Linked DNA regions of Mus musculus: region 1 is linked to region 2. The links are chromatin contacts, called in public HiChIP or PLAC-seq maps. All regions are on one chromosome and are shown on one strand. The core of a region is the stretch at or near the end of the contact, and the rest is flanking DNA. Distances in the headings are between cores, read along the strand shown.

Region 1 (3,109 bases), core at 525-3,024, 44 kb after region 2:
TGAAAATACTCCTATGGCTGGGGCTTAAGCACAACCTGAGGAACTGTACTAAAAGGTCACAGGCTTAGGAAGGCTGAGGACTACTAACTACTGTGGAAGCAATAAGCAAATGCTAGAAGAGGCAACTGACCAGTGAAGCAACAGAGCGATCTTCCCAGGCTGGGGGGAGGGGGGGATAGAACCCTGACTGAGCTCCCTTACTACAAAATCCAACACTAAGCAATTCCCTGGAAGTTGAAAATGGAAGTTTTAAATCTAGATTTGTGTGTTTCTTTTACTAAATGTGAACCATGTAGAACATTTTTTTTAAATTCTAATTACCTGGTATTGATAGATTAATATTCTTTTTCTCATTAAAAAATCATTCTAGGTCAGTTCTCAGAAGCAGATCTTACAGGGTTTTTGGTTTTGTTTTGTTTTTTTTTTTGTTTGTTTGTTTTTTTATGCCTGGTACGGCATGAATTTGACAACCACATCATTACAGTTCACAGTAGCAAAAGGCTCACTAAGAGAGAGTGTAGAACAATTGCTGGTACTTAGGCAATACCAGAGGTGTCCTCTTTCTCCACAAAAGCCATCATCTTGGATATTAAAAGACATGACAGTGATCTCTGCTTTTCCTGTCCTCCAAACAGCAGTGGGAACTCAAGAGCAGTGGGTTCAGTGAGGAAGGAGAAGGGGGAAATGTCTTGGGGTCCAGGAAATTCAAAGGAAGATGCAGACTCAGCATCAGCTTCTACACAGTGGTCCATGAGAGATGCTTCATACCCTCCCTGGATGCTCATTGATTGTGAACTACTTCAGGGAGGCTGCACGTACACTGTTCATCTCTAAATAGAACAATCTTGGATACAAATAGGATTTGAGAAAGTGATGTTTTGCATATATATATAAATATGTATATATATATATATATATATATATATATATATATATATATATATATGTAATTTCCACTGATGGAATCCCAGTCGCTCAGGTGTCCTGTTGGCCTTCACATTTGGGACATTTTTAACAATTTTTTTTGTTTTTAACTTCTTATTGTATATGAATTATACACCATGCACCCCCAATCCCACTCATCTCGTCACCCCTTTACAGCATCTATATCTCAAGTCCTGGGGTATCTTCTCCATCCTTGCAACCTCCCCTCAAAAAATAGAAATAAAAATAAAAAAATTAAAACCTCAAAATCAAAACAAAACAAAACAAACAACAACAAAAATCTCACTGTGGAAGCTGCAGTGTGTCACAATGTGTCACACGGGTATTCCTTTGGCCAAACCTCTTTACTTCCAAATGTTCATTGCAATGAGTCTGGTTTGAGGCCTCTGGCTTCTGCTATACTATCAATACTGGAATCTCACTGGGGTTTCTCTCAGATATCCTGTTGTCGGTCTGTGTCGTGGAAACTCTGCAGCTTTGGATCTGCAGGACTGGCCCCTTCACACACTCCAGCATTTCACAGATGGGGCAGATGTTGGGGTGAGCATATTCAAAGCCCTGGATCTGGGCCTGGGTTGGAGTTGCTGAACCCATCAGCTTTCCTGTACCCAAGCCACCAGGCTAGGTCTACTGTGCTGCCCAGGTGAAGCGCGGGGGCTTTCTGCTTATTTTAAACAAGATATTACAGATTGTCTCTTTTTAATAAGTCCTGACCATACTGCAGTGTCTGGTCTTTAAGCATAGATTTCCAAATTGACTCAAGTGTTTCAGACGAGTTTCACCATAGGCAAGAGAGTCAGGGTTGAGTCATTCTTAAGCAATTTGTAACACGTAGTGTTTAAGCTCTTCCAACTTTGCTATGGTAACCAAAGAGACACCACCACCCAAGAACAGTTTTAAGTTCTCATCTTAAAATGACCTGGCATATCTGAACTTGTCTTCTGAGTTTGTCTGTAACTCTTTAGAACACTTAAGACTGTCCCTGACTGCATAAAAAATGCCTTTCCTGACCCCTGGTAACTGTTCAATGTTAACTCTTGACTTTACTGAGTGCTTACCTGTGTGAAAAGGCCTGCTTCCTTGTGTTGTGTAGATAGAAGTTTTAGCACACAACCTGACAGGCATTGTGGTTTGATTAATAGGGTGTGTTGTTTTGGTTTTTCATATATTTACCGGTGCTTAAATAACTGTGGCTAATTATTCTGTCCTTTCATGGGAAGCAAGTCATCGTAGCTTCTATTTAATCTGATAATATATTTTGAAACAATCAAAACAAAATGCCATTAACCTTTATGGTTGTTTTGAATGGCATTTTAAATGACATTTATAAAGGCTGTTATTGATCTTTCTTCGATGTGCATTTCCACAGGATGTCTTGCCCTTCACCCAGTAACAAAAGCACCTTCTACCCAGTTACCATTGCTAGTCAACCGCTATTGCATGTAGACACGTTGGAGTCAATTCTCCATAAATAACATCTGACTGAGGACTGGGATACCATGGTAGAATTCAAAAGAAATCTGGGCTTAGGAGTCAAAACAGACACATGGGGAGATCCCATGGAATCTCCTCTCCAGTTACAGCTGGATAGGAAGGAAGGCAAGGGGACTGGATTTTAGGAAGATGGAAAAATCAGCACAAGTGTTGTATGAAAATCCATGTGTTTGTTGAGGTCATCACACAACAACAACAACAACAACAAAAGGGAAGAAAGCATGAGCCAGGGACTGACATTATCAAAGAACGTGGAGAAAATTTCTGAAGTTTAACAGAAAATGGAGACTCATATGTACTCAAAGATCCCACATCCTTGGATTATGTGGGGATATAATCACACACTCCAGCACTCTAGCCTGAAGTGCCCTTTTTCCCTCTCGCTGTACTATCGAATGCTCAAGTAGCTTTGTCTAATTAGTTTGCCCTTTCATTGGGAGCATGCCATTGGAGTCGCTAGTTAACACAATAATTAATTTTTAAACATTCACAACAAAAAATGGAATAGAATGATTGGAAAAGAAATAGGGGGTAAAGTCTAAGGCCGCTATATCATGCTTAAAGAAAACTGTGACTCTCAAAAATCAAAAGAAACTAGTACAAATAAGAGAGACTGCCTAAGGAAAGCAACTACCTACTTCTCAGGCACTGCAACCAACCTGCCTGGGAG
Region 2 (3,186 bases), core at 163-2,662:
CAAGCTATTTTGATCATTGTTAGCTGGATACTGAAAACATACACATGTTAAACCAATGCTCTGTTAAGCAGTATTAACAAGTTATCAAGTACAACAGTATATAAAGTGTTGGCTAAAGTGTATTTTGAAGTGCTTTAGTTACCAAATGTCCAGACGTAAAATGAAACATCTCGACCCAAGTATCTGCATTATATGGAGATTTTATTTTTAATATCACGTGCATATAGAGGAAAACATATATACATATGCATATGTAGACGCTGGACTAGGAGATCACCAGATACCTAGCCATCAACAATTTCTATGTAGTAGGAACTGAATAAAATTACTTCGGGCTAGAGAGATGGTTCTGTTGTTAAAAGCTCCTGCTGCTCTTGCAGAGGACTTGATTTCAGTTCCCATCCCCCAAGGCAGGGGCCTCACGGCGGCCTGGAACTCCAACCTCAGAAGATTCTACTTATTCTGGGCTCTAAGTGAACCTGCTCTCAAAAGTAGGCATGCTCACACATAGATGCATAATTAACTCACACCCCCTGTCCCCCCAATTTACTGGGACTCAAGCTCTGTTCCCAATATGTTGTATCTGAGAGGTGCCTGTACTTCGGGGCCTACAGATCCTTGCAAGATGTATGAAGTAAATTAATCCCTAGGGTCCTCCACGCCCCAACAATCCAAGATGAGGTTCTTTCCGCAATAGCTATTGAAAGAAAAGATAGAATGGGTTCTTGGTGGCCCAGGCTTCTGTGAGACCGCAGTTTGAAACTAGACTTCACGAGAAGCAAGAGCAGCTCGCCTTTTTCCCACTTAGTAGGTCCAAAAAGGGAACCCTGTTTCCCAAACAAGGACACCACTTACTTCTGCAGTAGTTGCTGTGAGCCTCCCGTTGCTTTTTAGTGTTGAGTGCTCACAAAACAATATAGTGGTAGTCTTGATGGGCATCAACGATGTGAGAGAAGCTTCCTTGGAAGTGCACAGGACTCTAGAGAAAGCATTGGAGAAATGGACATCTCCACCATTCAATAGTGAAACCAGGGCCCGTGCTCATCTCTGGGATGCCCAAGGAGCTCCATGACTTCTTTTTGTCTCTGAAATCAGCCAAGAAGTTGGTACTGGGAGGGTCACTCACTCCTCTTGGCCTGCTTGAAAAGTCCTCGGACACACAAGTACAACTACCGAAATGTAAAGGTATGGGTCTGCTCTTCAGCTGGAGGAAAGGATGGCCCCACAGAAGTCCAGTGGGTGCAAGGCTTTGAAGAAACTAAGTCGGTGCGCCCAGGGAACTCCGCAGGGCCCCGCCCCTCGCGGCCCCGCCCCTCACCTTGCTAGCGGCACGCTCTGGCTGCGAAGGTGCGTGCGGCGCGCGCTGATTGGCCGCTACCCGGCACTGCCCCGCTGCCATTGGCTGCCAGGGCCTCTTTGTTCCAGGTCCCAGCCGCTGCCGAACCGGGCTGCGGAAGTTCGAGTGCCCATGCTGAGTAGCAGCGGCAGCGGCGCCGGAGTTCCCGCAGCGGAGATCGCGGACGCGGGACTGAGCCCCTCCGACGCCCAGTATGGACCTGGAAACCAAAATGAAGAAGGTGAGTGGGGCGGGCGACGGGCGTGGTCGCCTCACCTGAGCGCGGGAGCTGGTCCGGGTTCCGGGACCAGACCCGGTGGGTGCGGCTGGAGGATGACTCCCCGGACCCCGATCCCTTGGGTGACTGTCGCTGCGGAGCGGGACCCTGCAACTCGCTGTCTCTGCGCCTGAAACTTTTCGGAAAACCTTTCGGCCACGCCTTCCCCCAAGCCCTGGGCGAAGTCTTAGGCGAGGTGGTGGCTGACACCGCTTCCTGCCTGGGGAAGCAGCGCTCTGGGGAGCCTGTGTGATTCAGTGATGTGGCTTTGACATCCTCCTCCCCTGCAGTCTGGCTGCCCCAGGCGCTCTAAAGTGGCTGCTGACTGGTGACACTTCCTTCACACCCGCGCCTGCTGATAACTTCTGAAGTGATGACTTTTGGGGGATGTGTATGTGTTTCACTTATGGCTTGAGTGCCAAAACACTGTCTCCTTCTTGCGGAGTTAATTCTCAAAAGAAAATGCCGTTTGGCAGCCAGGCACAAACAGCGGTCATTGCAGGTGCTCAGCGGCCCCGCCTGCGGAGCACCCTCCTGGCTGCTCCTGGTGTCCAGGCTATAAAGGCCCTACCTGAGGAGCTCCGAGATTAGGTCTCTCAGGTCGCCTGGGAGAAAGAGGTGGGGACCAGACTATGACTCAAAAGAATGCTGACGTCACATTCTATTGTAACTTTCGACCTTAAAGGTCTTGTTCTCGGGAATTGCGCCTGTTTTCTTTCAAGTGAATTTAAGTTAGTTGGTCATTTTTCAAATAAGGAAGGAAGTTGTGCACAGTAAGAAAGCCAAGTTGAGGAAACTTTCTTCTGCGGCTTTGCAGTTGCAGGTTCATCTTCTAAAAGGGAATTTCTATTTTGTGCCAGAATTGAAGGTTTCAAATCGTATGCAAATATATGGTATGAGGTTTAGGAAGCTGTTGATAAATAAAAATTTGAACCTAGGAAACAGTTCCTTGGTCTCTTCTGATTAAAATCAACACTCAGAAGGGAAGGGAAGAACAGGAAATAGAAGATTCTTTCTAGTCTCTTCCTGTTTGATATTTATTCTTTTAACGTGTGTTTTGGTTACCTGTGCTTGCCACTTAGAAAGCAGCGGATGTGCTGTGTAGTCTTCTGTTGATGAACACACACTGAACTTACTGAGTTTTTATATAAGAACGTCTTTAGGTGTTTGTCCCAAATGATAGGTTGTCTTTGTTTGGAAATGCTGTCCTTGAAGGGAGGGAAGGATGAATAAGCAAATGAGAGGATTGTTAAGGTAATGACGCTATTATGCAGGATACTATCTTGGTGGATATATCTTACTCATACCTTTGTCAAACGGCACAGAATGTAGGATAACAAAAGTGAACTGTAGTGAGGAACCTGAACTTGGGAAACAGCGATAAGCCGCTGTGTCTCTTAAATGACCGCCTCCGAACCCTGGTGTTGTAGATCGTGAGGGGGCCAGGCTGGACATGTGTTGTCAAAGACCATGGGGGAAGCTTCATGCCTCTGCTCAGCTTTGCTGTGAACCTAAAAACCTTTTTTTTAAGTTCTCTAATCAAAACAAAACACAATCTTTGAGACAAGAGACA

Evidence for each region. HiChIP or PLAC-seq counts read pairs in DNA pulled down with a chosen protein or histone mark.
Region 1: a contact with region 2 is called in an H3K27ac HiChIP or PLAC-seq map of embryonic fibroblasts, with 18 read pairs. The contact joins the enhancer-like site here to the promoter of Tes in region 2. A contact is called at or near these places in 1 of 484 Hi-C or Micro-C datasets (cerebral cortex), 4 of 115 datasets of contacts at active chromatin or transcription factors (CD8 T cells, embryonic fibroblasts, embryonic stem cells and 1 more) and 3 of 9 other capture datasets (adipose tissue, liver and pancreatic islet).

The regions. Positions count from the first base shown.
Region 1 is chr6:17,107,652-17,110,760 of GRCm38.p6, forward strand. All of the region lies in intron 1 of Gm4876 (predicted gene 4876), which reads right to left. Among named protein-coding and RNA genes, the nearest start is that of Gm15473, 44 kb to the left of the region's middle. Within about 2 kb of position 1,775, at least 85 of the 459 cell types and tissues checked have an H3K27ac peak or open chromatin away from gene starts, as enhancers often do. A contact at or near this core is called in adipose tissue, embryonic fibroblasts and pancreatic cancer cells, where this site is marked.
Region 2 is chr6:17,063,737-17,066,922 of GRCm38.p6, forward strand. It overlaps Tes (testis derived transcript), which reads left to right and starts at 1,413. Exons shown (of 7, transcript NM_207176.3): 1 at 1,413-1,577. The coding sequence starts at 1,551. It overlaps Gm15473 (predicted gene 15473), which reads right to left and starts at 1,851. Exons shown (of 2, transcript NR_167659.1): 1 at 856-1,851.